Regions from separate parts of the Mus musculus genome. Here regions 1, 3 and 4 are each linked to region 2. Evidence: chromatin contacts called from public Micro-C and promoter capture Hi-C data. All regions are on one chromosome and are shown on one strand. Each heading gives the region's core, a stretch centred on a gene start, on an enhancer-like site or on the middle of the called end of the contact. The rest is flanking DNA. Distances are from core to core; before and after follow the strand shown.

Region 1 (2,829 bases), core at 310-2,809, about 16 Mb before region 2:
CCAGATGGTACAAGAAGTTGGCCTGCGCCTGCACGCTGGGAGGCTTGCAGAAGCTGGTGCGCCTGAAACGGATGCTCTGCACTGACACTTGGCTGGACCCGGAGCTGGAGTCTGACTCGGTGGAAGAATCCTCCTCCTCCGAGCTGATTTCACTGGAATCCGAGGCCCCGCTGCCCCCCTCTTCCTCCTCCTCCTCTTCCTCCTCCTCCTCTCCTTCCTCCTCCTCTTCCTCTGAGGACACCGAGTTGCTGGAGCTGGACAAACTGGAGCCAAAATCCGAGTCATTGGCTGCATGGTCGGAGTAGGAGCTGGACTCGGAGTCGCTGCTACAACTCTCGGGAAAGCTTCCTAGATGGGGTTGCGGCCGGTGGTGATGAGAGGGGTGGTGACTCGGCGTTGGCTGCTGGGCTCGGTGGTGATGGTGATGATGATGGTGGTGATGGTGATGGTGGTGGTGGGGAGGCGGGCAGAAGCTGTTGACCAGATGAAACCTCTCCAAGCAAGTGGCCCCGGCCGCCGCCGCCGCAGCAGCAGCCGCCGCTGCTGCCGCCGCCGCCGCCTTGGCTTTGTAGGATCTGGGCAGCAGCAGCAGGCGCCGGGCTCCGGCGTGAGGCGGGAGCAGGCAGTTCTTGGCGCCCCCGCGCTTGCGCTTGCAGCGGTAAGTCAGGCTCACTGGGCCTCCCGCGCCGGTCGCCGCCTTGGGCTGAGGCCCGGCAGTCTGGTAGTAGGCGGCGGCGGCGGCGGCAGCAGCAGCGGCGGCGGCGGCGGCGGCGGCTGCAGCCGGGTGCTTGCTGCACAGCAGGCTCCGAAAATAAGCGGGGTCCGAGTGGAAGGCGACGTAGTTTCCCTGGAGCTGGGCAGTTTCATAGTTTAAAGAGGATTTGCAAGGCGAGCGAACGATCTCCGGGTAGTGGGAGCCCGGGTATTTGCTAAAAATCTGAGGTAGATGGGCGGCGGGGCGCGCGGCGGCGGCGCCCGGACGCTGGGACTGCGCGCTGATTGGCAGGGGCCGCGCGGCTCCGCTCAGGCCCCGCCAAAGTTGGTGCTTGTCCTTCCAAAAAGCCGGGCGGGGGCTGGCGGCGGCGGCGCGCTCTGGCGGCGGCGCCTTTGTGGCCAGGGCCCGACCGACTCTCCTTCGCTTGGTCTTGAGCACACGCTCGGTTTTGCAGGATGTGTAGAGCGCTTCTACGTCTTCCCGGGAGATGAGCGTGCATTTGGCCGCGTGGAAGGCGATACTGTTGATTGCTTTGAGTTTCCGCAACTCCTCCAGATCGCAGTGGTGCTTTTTCACTTTCAGATGATCCATGCGCTTGTGCACGGTCGTCCTCGGGATGTTTTTCAGCAGATCTGTGAAGACTTGGGAGAGAGCAAACATTTGCTTCCCTTTAATGATGAGGTAGCCGAGCCTCACGCCATCCACCTCTTCGAAACCTGACTTCAGGTCTCCCATCTCGGGCACTAAATGATCCCCACCATTTGCAGTAAATATATACGTGACGCATACATACACATGTATGTATGTTAATCCTCCGCCAGATGCTGCGTGTGTCTCAAGGCATCCTGCTAATAAAATAACAAAGACTGTTATTCCCGGCGAAGGGAGTGCCAAACTCTAGGCGAATTACTGGGGGGTTGGGGGGGGGGAAGAAAAACCCCAAGAAATTACACTGACTTGATTCTCGCTTTTTTTTTTTTTTTTTTTTTTTTTGGTTTTCGTTTTTTTAAAAAAGAGGGAAAAGACCATCCGGTTTCAGCTCTGCCAGTGTGTTGGTCTGAGTCCTCGATGCGGATCAGTACCTGGGCCCCGCTACTCCTTCCTTCTCCATTGGAGCACTATGATAATGGAATGTGAAGGGAGAAAGAGAAAAGAAATGCAGCTGCTATTCCCGCCGCTGCTTTAGCTACAAATAAAATGACAGAGTGAAGTGAGCTCGTCCGGAGACACCTTCATCAATTAATTCCCCTAAAGCCAACGCTGATTGGACACTCCTGACAGGTGATGCAATAAAAATTGATATTCCACCCCTTCCCCCCAAAATCTCCTACTAATTAGCATACCCTTATACTGCCACCTCCCCTCCCAAAGTAAATAATACAGCCGGTATATAAATCTTTCCATTAAACTATCGGAGCTCAGAAACAGCCTGACTCACAGACTTCATCAGAAGCAGTGTATGTACGAGAGAGAGAGAGAGAGAGAGAGAGAGAGAGAGAGAGAGAGAGAGAGAGAGAGAGAGAGAGAACCGTATATTCCCCTTTAAAGAAATACTGCCTATTTTTGCTTTATTTGCATTTTACCGATACAGCTATTATCGTTTCAAAGGAAAGCATTTAAAAAACATTATCAAGCTCAAATAGATATACCCCACCCTTCTTTTCTTTGGAAAATGAAGCTTAAGGGAAAACGTGCAGAATAGCCTGGTATTTCCCTTCTGGGAGTGGAGGAGACTGGCTGGGAGCTCTAAAGTTAAACCCTGAGGTGACCCAGCCCAGTACAGACTTACGTTGGCAATTTCTCTCGAGTCCCCCCACCCCCCATGCCTTTTACAACCAGAAACAAAGTTATTTGACCAAGAAAGCAGTTCGAGGCTCCACCTCAGGAACATGTAACAATTCAATTGGATTTCGCTTCTTTGCTGAGGAGTGGGGCAGGGGGAAGGTAGTTTCTCGTCAGGCCCATAACAAAGCACAGATAAGCCAGAGATGAGTACACTTTTCACCATTAACTAGCCTGGAGTAGAGGTGAGGTCATTCTAGAGTGCCCAGCACCGGCCTGAGCTGGAAGCTTGTCCACAGGTCCGAATTCCAGGGAGCAGATACTTCCTTCTG
Region 2 (2,809 bases), core at 246-2,745:
ACTCGCATCAGGAAGCGGTCGGAGATGGGCCGCTGGCAGCCCTCGCAGACGGCGGGATGCGGGCAGTCGGAGCCTGCAGCGCACAGGGCGAGAGCCGGGCCGTCAGCGCCGCTTGGCCCAGCCCCGGAGCGCCTCCCGTCGCCTGAGGACCCCAGCCGGCGAGCCAGAGACCCGGCAGCCCTAGACAGCACGCTCCTTTCCGTAAGCTGGGGCGCCGTGAGGCCGAGGGCCTGCAGCCTTGGCTGGGCGCTGCGCTCTCCCCGCTCGCGGAGATCCAGCGGATGGTGTTATTACCAACGAGAAGGAGCTCCGCGCGGGGTGGCCGGCTGGAACCCAACCAGCGAGGTGAGGCCAGGACACTCGCTGGCTGACACGCCCCACGATGCTGTTGGAACCTTCTACCCCAAGAACCGCGGTTGGGATAGACCCGGGGATAGTTTTCTCTTCTAAAAGCTCCCCTTCCCCAGGTGACCTGGCCTCTCTCCCGGGCTCTAAGGAGACAACTTGGTTCTCCAGCATCCCTGCCACCCGCTTCCCACCCCAGCTCAGTCCAGTGTAGCAGCACTAGAACCCAGACCCGGAGAGGACGGTGTGAGTGACGGCTGAGGCTGTTCAGTCCTCTGTCTAGGTGACGTCCCTGAACGTTTTCCCCTCAGGGAGCTCTGTCTCGGTGTGCTTGTTACCCCTCCGGTGGTCATTCCAGGGGTCCGGACCCCCTCCCCACGTCCTGAAAACCTATTTTCTTTATTCTTTGCCCCTCACGCCGGTATCCACAGCGGCACGACGGACAACCCTACCCCCTGACCCGCACTATTCGAGCGTTGCGACCCAGCACTCACCCAGCAGCACCCCCAGGGTGGCGGGCCCGGGGCGAAGGGCGTGCTCCTCCATCTTGATGCCGTCCAACATCTTGATGCCGTCCAACATCTTGGCGCAGTCCGTCTGCCCGCGAGGGAAGCACCTCTCCAGCGACTCGGGACCTGTTGCTATATCCATGGGACGCCCGGCGCGCTGCGGACCCCGCCGGCTGGGCCGCTCACCCTCCGGCCCGTCCGCCCGCTCCGCTGCAGCCGGGGAGGCGCGGCGCCCGCGGGGTCGGGGCCGCCCGCTGCCCCGGGGCGAGCGTGGAGCGGCGGCGCGCTGGCCCCGGGCCCCGGCGTCGTGCGGGAGGGCCCGGGCGGCTGGCAGCCCCGCGCGCCGCTCTCTACCGGCTACTCGCAGCCACGCGCACTCGCTGCTCGCCTGTCACCTGCTTGTCAGCCCCGGGTCCCGGCTGCAGCAGCGGGCGGCACGCGGAGCCGCCCGGAGGAGTAGGAGGAGGCGGCGGCGGCGGCGGCGGGCGGGGGAGGGGGCGGGGGTGCAGGGGCGGCCCCGCGGGCTGGGGGGGCGCGGGCGTCGCAGCAGGGTCCCGGGCGGGGCGCAGCAGGCCGCGGGGCTCCAGGCGCGCTCCCCGCACTACTCCAGTGCCATGGTGCGCCCGAGGAGCCGCTCGGTTTAGAGCTGGGGCTGGCGGCGGAGGGATACTCCGGCCCCGAGCCGCCTCACCCCTCCTCAAACTTCCTGACATTTGAACTCATTGGTGCGCCTCGTATCACTGCGCCGGGATGAGCCGGCTGCTCCACGTCAAATAGTGCCGTCGCCTCCCCCCCTCCCTGCGGGAGGGCTCCCTTAGCCCCCGTCCTGCACCCCGTGCCGCGCCCTGAATCCAGGCGACCATCCTGTCCACCATTGGCAGAAGTTTGGTTAGCCATCGAAACAAATCCTGTGCCCCACCCCTCTTGAAAAATTGATTTGGGAGTTGGGGAAATCAGGCTTTCTTTTTTTTCTTTCTTGCCTTTTTTATTATTAATATTTTTGTTGTTTTTTTTTTAAGCTCCAGCGCTCAGAGGAGTGGCCCCAAGCGAGGCCAGACTGTGAGGACGGCGGGGAACGCAGCGACTTCTCCAGGGGACAGCGCCAGGCGGGAGCGGCTGGCCCAAACCCGGACTCGTAGTCTAAGGTAGGTCGCAGGGTCTGAGTTGGTGTCCCCTCGGGAGGCGGGGCCTGCACCGGACAGCCTGGTGTGCTGAGAGGGCTCCTAGGGTCGAGGGATGGGGAACATCAAATGTAAGCAAGAACCGCTGGCCCCGGACTCGCCAAAGGGAACCCTGACCTGGGGAGGGGGTGTAAGGGCTGTAGTTTGAGTAAGTAGTCCCAAAAAGCCCAGGCCTGGCAGAAATAGGGCGGGGGAATGAGTTGAGGGGGCTCTCATAGCCAGAATGGGAGATCTTGGGTGAAAGAGGACGGTCAGGCCCGGGTTGAGACCAAGAGAGTGTTAAGAGGGTCAACAGGGCTCGGAAAGATATCTTGTTCCCGGCCGGGGTCAGTGGGCGAAGGCTGGGCCTCCCAAGGCTTGGAGTATGAGGGGCAGGTAAGAAGTGGTGTCCTCAAGATCTAGGGGTGGAGGCCTGGAACGGCATGGGTACAGTCGTTCTAAGGAAATCTGTGTGACCTCTGAAATCGGTGCCCTTTCATTGTGGCTAAGGGACCTGGCCAGGGTTAGAGACTGAGCGCTGGCCACCCTTGGCAAAGTGGGCCTCGACAGCGGGCAACGCAAGGCCAGCGGCACGCAGCTGGAGACTCCTGGGTGCATCCGGCCAGACATCCGCGAGAAAACTAGAAGACGTCGCATCGGGAAACAGGGTACCTTCGGCCCCACCACTCCCGCGCGGGTTTCGTCCTGGAATAGCAGGAGGGATGGTGCGGTCCCAGGGCAGGAGTTAACAGCCCCTGCGAGCTGCTGCTGGGCGGCCCTGGCCCCTCCGGCTGT
Region 3 (2,915 bases), core at 116-2,615, about 15 Mb before region 2:
AGACTGAAACTAAGCACCAGGACCTTTAAGTTGTGAGGGGTTTTTTGTTTTGTTTTTGTTTTTGTTTTTGTTTTTTTAAGTCTTCAAAATGCTACAGGGAACTGAAAATAAATTAAGTACACTCCATTAGCAATTTTAATAATTCACTCCGGGTTTCCCTCTATATCTGTACCTGGGAGTCCTGTTGGGGAGAATGTAGAAGACCACTGTGAAACTTACAGAGTTAAGTAAAAGGATGTGTCTCTGACTGCTGACCTGCAGAAGCCAAAGGCTGTCCCAGGGTGTGAAGAGGACTAGACACACTAGTCCCAGCCTTCTAGGACTCCAGGGAATACCAAGGCTTCTTCAGAGAGCTCCTATCAGGAGTTAAAAGTGACTGTAGTAGAAGATTCCAAGTATGAAAACCAGAGATGTGTGTGCGTCCTCTTGGTGATAGCAAAGATTTCCGGTCTGCCACGATTAGGCAGCAGCTGTGGCTAGTTGTCCATTTGACACCTGGTGAAATGGTAGTTTCAGAGAGAGAAATATTTAAAATTGACACCTGTCACTGAAACATTTGGTGCAGAATTTTAAGAGAGGAGCTAGAACTAACGGTAAACTGTAGTGCTTAAATTTGATGAAAAAGAAAGGCTGCGGAGCTCCATTTATGTGAGCTGGTCTTTTCAGATAAAAAGAAATGTCTCTTTTGGAAATGTCACCGAGCAACAAAATAAGGCCCGAATTTAAAAGAAATTATTTTTTAGAAGTCATATTGAAATATAGAGACAGCAAACTTGGTAGTCATTAGAAAAACCTGCAAGATGGATATTTATCATATTATTTTCTTTTCTGCTTTTCCACAGACTCTCTAAGTGTCCTTAATTGTTGTTAATATATCGTAATTCAGTGTATGGACACGATTGCTGTGACTCTCCAGGAATTCGGAAATCAGAAGTGCCAGGTAAGGAAGAGAGGCATTAAGAGCAACACGGAGTAATGTGTTGCCAGTGTTGCTTTGATCCGGGGACACGCCGGGCCAACGCGTCTATCTGCCTGACGCCTGGTCCCCGAGCGCACCCCTTCTCTCCAGCCCCTAGCCCGCTCGCGCTGCAGTCGCGCTGCAGTCGGGAAAACCCTGCCTCGTGGATGGGTCGGCATAGACCAAGTCCTCCCGGGAGACTCTGGCGCCCTGTGCACCGCCTACAGGGAAGTGACAACCGACGGACTGTCTCGAGCAACACTGGAGTCCCAGCTTATCAGGTCGTCCCTCCACCACTCCATCGACCATTGTGATGTCATGCCTGGGACTTAACTGTTGCGACAGGACGGCTGCGTTCCGATTCCGACTGGTTGCCCAGGAGTGTGGGTACACAGAGCAGTCCCGAGGGACGTTGAGGGGTCGCGGCGAGCGGACCCGACACGCGCCGCGGCACCATGAGCCAGCGGCAGGTGCTGCAAGGTAGGAGCCTTGGGAAGGCGCCCCGACGGGTTGGCTCCTAGGGTGGGCTACTCCACTTCGCCTCTCTCTGCAGTGTTCGAGCTGTACCAGAACGCCCGGACCCGGTTTGTGCAGATGGTGGCGGAGCAGGCGACCAAACCCCAGAACATCGAGACACTGCAGAATGCGGGTGAGCCTTCACAGCTCATGGGACCCTGGTCCCACACCTCATCCCGAATCCATCTTCCTCCTTCATCGCCTTGGCCTCATCCTTCATCCCGCACTTCATCCTCACACCACCCAGCGCCCCAGCCTCCCTTGGTCCCCGGTCCTCTTTCTTTCCCAGCTGCCCACATTGTCTTTATGCTCCCTTATTAGCTCAGCTTTTGGGGAGCCGAGGAAGTAGGCTAAAGTGGTGCCAAGTTCCGCCGGACTCCCTCCCCTCCGCGGTATCTTGTGGGTGAGGCAGTGGAGGAGGCCTGGTATTATTTCCATCTTCGTTGCAATCGGCCTGCCATATGAACTGCCAGAAGTCGTTTTCCTGGATGGGAACGTACCCTAACCAGACCTAGTCTATCCCTCTCTTGTCACTCCTAGATCACATTCACTTCCTAGAAGCAAAGAAATCCCAGGCTGATTTCACTGGTCTCCTCTAGGCATTAATGGAGTAAGAGTAGTATGCTTGAAATTTTTTCCAGGACATTCGAAGCAGGCAAAACGGACCTGGTTTTGTGAATCTTACAGGGCATCCTTTTCCCACCCCTTAGTCTGAAAGGAAGGAGGGGAAAGAGGAGAGGTCACAGTTAGTGAAATCCATCTTTGTTCCACCACCACTAGTGAGTGTGTGTGTGTTTCTGAAGAGACAACACTGATGGGGCACCAAACACAGACCACAGAAAGGATTCCATCCAAATCTAGTTTGGAGAACCAATGAGTTTAGCATTACTAACAGGAACCAGTGTAATCTACCATTGACTACACCACTGAAAATACCTTCCCCATCACCTTAGTCACTTAGACATCCTGGAAAAGGTCCGTACTTCATAAGCCTCTGCTCTAAATGTCTTTGTCTGTAGTCACCTTATGATTTGAGGCTGAAAGACAGAGAGGCAGAGGGACACACACACACACACACACACACACACACACACACACACGAAGGGGCCTCCAGCATCGCCCAGAAGACAGCTTTCCACAAAAGCCTCTGACTGAACTGTAAGCTTGATGCCACTTACTAGGTCTTAAGAAAACCTCAGTTTACAGGATGAGATCTAATTTAAAACTAGTTTAAATGAACACATCATTAAAATAAACTAAGAACACATTGCCATGGTCACAGCACCTAGACAGCGCTTACTTCTGGCTTTCTTTGAGGAAACACCTTCTCTTGATCAGATTCTCTGTTTCCTCACTGAATTTTACTGTTTATCCCTTAGGTGTTATCTCTGGTTGTGAAGGGGAGCCATTTATAATAAAGTATGTTTTCAATATTTAAGTA
Region 4 (2,951 bases), core at 50-2,549, about 15 Mb before region 2:
CGCTTCTTTTCCAAAGGGCTTTGCGAGCTGTTGAGCTCCCGTGGACTCCTTAGGTGTTCTTCCTTCCGACTGTGTTCTTGCAGCTGCTTCAGAGTTGCTGCTTCCTCACTTGTATGCCCAAGTTGTGACATGATTGTACATCTTTTAGGACTTGGTGGGGAAACTTAAGGATGCTTCAAAAAGCCTGGAAAGAGCAACTCAGTTGTAATTTGGGGAGGCTGATGACCCCAGGAGCCTAGAGGAAAACCAGACGCGCCTTGTCTCCTGCTGGACCATCGTTCGCGCGAGCTGGATGTCATTTTCAGTGGAAAAAGAGCTAGCACCCTTTTGAAGTGATGCCAACCATCAATTTTGACACTTTTTTTACACATGTGAAATGGTTAAGAGGGAGACTCTTAAGCATCTGGATTTTCAGTATTACTCTTGCGTTCCTTCTATCTTGAGCGTCTTCAAGCCCTATTAAAGTATCGTACCCTGAATAAATACGGTGGTATTCCCACAAGAAGGGCGGCATTCTGTTTGGAGTTTGTGTGTGACTTTGACGACTGAGTGTGCCAAGCACATCTGCCCTGCGTGGGCTCGGACGCCTGCCTTGCCCCAGGTTAAGTGTTTCGGGAAAGGTGTGCGGCCGGGCCGTGCTCGCTGCCCGGCCCGCCCGTTACCTGCGCCCGGCCCGCCCGACCCCGCGAGCGGAGCCAGCCCGGCCGCTGCCCGCGCGCGCCTCTTCCCGGCCGCCAGCGGGCGGGGCGGCCGCTGTTGTTTCCGCGGGCCCGATCCGGCGCAGGTTCGGCAGGGCCGAGCCGGGGCAGCGGCCGGGCGCCCCCGGCGGCGGGCCCCGCGGACGTGTGCGCCAGAAGCAGGAGACATGGTGGGGGGCGGGGCGGCGTGCGGGGCCGAGCGGGCCGCGCCGGGAGAGCGGCGTGTGGCGCTGTGGAGAAATGCCTCCGTCGCGGCCCCGGCGCGCTGCGCGGGGAGGGGAGGGGGCTGGGCGCGCGGCTCGCGGCGCGCTGCGAGGGGAGGGGGCGGCCACGGGCCCGACTACACCGACACTAATTCCCAGGCCGCCCTTAAGGAATGAGGGGAGCACGTGACCCGGCGGGGGGCGGGGGAGGGGGCGGGCGGACTCCGAGCCATTTTGGAGCCGGTGTCAGTTTCCACTCTGCCTTCAGCCGTGCATTTTTTTCCACCCTCCCCTCCCCCTCCTGGTCCTCCCTCCCCTCCCCCGCCACCCGGCCCGCAAGCACACTCGGCGCCCCCCGCCCGCCCGCCAGCCCGCCTCCCCCACGCGAGTCTGAAATCATAATCGTAGTATTAAAGGCAGAGATCGGGAGAGACAATGGGGAGGTTGGCGAGGGAGCCCCGCGCAGGCTTAGCAACACCTCCCGGCCCCGCAGAATAATACGGCTCGGCCCCTCTGCGCGCCCTCCCCCGAGCGCGGCCGGGAGGCGGCGGCTGCGCCGAGGAGGAGGAGAGGCCCCGAGGAGGCGGCGGCGGAGGCCGCGCGGAGGCGGAGGAGGCCGCGCGGGAGGAGGAGGCCGCAGCGCGCGAGCAGGAGGCCGGCGGGGGAGCGGCATGAGCGGAGCGCGGCGGCCGTGGCTGCTCTCGGCCGCGCTCGGTGCCCATTGACAGCGGCGGCGGCGGCTCGCTCCAAGATGGCCGCTTGGCTCGCATTCATTTTATGCTGAACGACTTTTAACTTTCATTGTCTTTTCCGCCCGCTCAGATCGCCTCGCGCCGGCCGCTCTTTCCGGGTACGTAGGAGGCGAGGCGCCGACGGGCCGTGGCCGGGGACTGGTGGGGGTCGGGGCGGCGTGGAGGGGGGGGGGCGGAGGCGCTGACAGCGTGGGCAACCGGCCCGCGCCCCGCGCCCGCGCCCGCGCGCCCGCCGCCTCCCGCGGCGCCGGACGCCCCGCAGCCCGCACCAGCGCCGCCTGACCGCGCTCCAGCCGCTCCGGCCGCCGCCCGCGCCCGGCCGCGCCGCGCCGCCCCACGTTTTAGTTCCCCGCTCCCCCGAGCGCCCCTCGGCACCCTCGCGCCGCACATGGTCCCCGAGAGCGGCACTTGTGTCTCCAGCCTGCGCGGCTCCCGCGGCCGCTGCGCCCTTTGTTGAGAGGTAGACTTTGCTGAAACGGGGACGGGATCCCGAGATCGGGCGCTGCCTGGGTCCAGTGGCTTCCCTCCTCTCCCGAAGAAAGGGCTCTGGAGGTCTTTGAACCTCCAGGGAACGCCCCCATTTTATAGGGATGGGTACTGTGGGGAACAGCGATCCCGACGAGGTGGGTGTTAGGCTGGGGGGAGCCCCGACAAAAATGTTATTAACTTAAGTTGGAGGGACACTTGTGTGAAATTGGATGGCTGGTAAGATGGCGGTTCCCAGTTGTTTCCAAGGTCTTGTGCATTTGTGTTGGAAAGGGTAAAGTTTTCAAGGTGGTATTTGTTGGGAGTCGAGGACAGGGGTTCCATACGTACTTGGGGCGAGCTCTCAAGGAGGTGGGCATTTAAAATTTGAGCTTTGTTTTGGAGTGAAGCCGGTGACTGTACGTTAGCCTTGCTGAGCGCCCTTTCTCTCTCCACTCTCACCCCTCCTTTTTTCTTCTTTTCTCTCGAAGACACTACAACTTTCCCCTTTGCTGTGGGATGAGCTGAGACTTAGGTCCATTGCATTTTATAGATTTTGCTAAATGTCAGAATAGGTCATGAAGTAAGGGGATGGATGCTTCGGAGAAGGAGCACTAACGCGTTGATTGCTTATGTTTACGTAGTCATTTGGACTTGACAGCGCTGGAGCATGATCGTTTCCCCAGAGCTTTACAGTTAATAATTGGAAATAAACAAGGAGAGAGACTTTGATCATTCCCAATTGCAATAAAAGGATTTAGTGGGCTTAGTGGTCACGGTTCAATATCTGAAAGAGAATTGAGCATTAACCCCTTCGCTTTAAAGTAGGCAAA

Evidence for each region. Promoter capture Hi-C pulls out the DNA fragments that hold promoters and counts their contacts. Hi-C and Micro-C count contacts between places; a contact is called where the count stands out from the background.
Region 1: a contact with region 2 is called in a Micro-C map of embryonic stem cells, with 20 times the contacts expected there. The contact joins the promoter of Skida1 here to the promoter of Lmx1b in region 2. A contact is called at or near these places in 1 of 39 promoter capture datasets (embryonic stem cells) and 4 of 484 Hi-C or Micro-C datasets (all in embryonic stem cells).
Region 3: a contact with region 2 is called in a Micro-C map of embryonic stem cells, with 27 times the contacts expected there. The contact joins the promoter of Spag6 here to the promoter of Lmx1b in region 2. A contact is called at or near these places in 4 of 484 Hi-C or Micro-C datasets (all in embryonic stem cells) and 1 of 115 datasets of contacts at active chromatin or transcription factors (embryonic stem cells).
Region 4: a promoter capture Hi-C map of embryonic stem cells shows a contact between it and region 2, with 5 read pairs. The contact joins the promoter of Bmi1 here to the promoter of Lmx1b in region 2. A contact is called at or near these places in 1 of 39 promoter capture datasets (embryonic stem cells) and 1 of 484 Hi-C or Micro-C datasets (embryonic stem cells).

What each region holds. Positions count from the first base shown.
Region 1 is chr2:18,046,890-18,049,718 of GRCm38.p6, forward strand. Skida1 (SKI/DACH domain containing 1) reads right to left here and starts at 1,560. Exons shown (of 1, transcript NM_028317.3): 1 at 1-1,560. The coding sequence starts at 1,450.
Region 2 is chr2:33,639,603-33,642,411 of GRCm38.p6, forward strand. It overlaps Lmx1b (LIM homeobox transcription factor 1 beta), which reads right to left and starts at 1,496. Exons shown (of 8, transcript NM_010725.3): 1 at 840-1,496; 2 at 1-73. The coding sequence starts at 996. Gm39790 (a long non-coding RNA gene) reads left to right here and starts at 59. Exons shown (of 3, transcript XR_866136.3): 1 at 59-345; 2 at 468-628; 3 at 777-869. It overlaps C130021I20Rik (Riken cDNA C130021I20 gene), which reads left to right and starts at 1,591. Exons shown (of 3, transcript NR_046275.1): 1 at 1,591-1,742; 2 at 1,874-1,999; 3 at 2,525-2,809.
Region 3 is chr2:18,697,657-18,700,571 of GRCm38.p6, forward strand. Spag6 (sperm associated antigen 6) reads left to right here and starts at 1,366. Exons shown (of 11, transcript NM_001001334.2): 1 at 1,366-1,438; 2 at 1,512-1,607. The coding sequence starts at 1,414.
Region 4 is chr2:18,675,719-18,678,669 of GRCm38.p6, forward strand. It overlaps Bmi1 (Bmi1 polycomb ring finger oncogene), which reads left to right and starts at 1,300. Exons shown (of 10, transcript NM_007552.4): 1 at 1,300-1,751. It overlaps Commd3 (COMM domain containing 3), which reads left to right. Exons shown (of 8, transcript NM_147778.4): 8 at 149-513. The coding sequence ends at 208.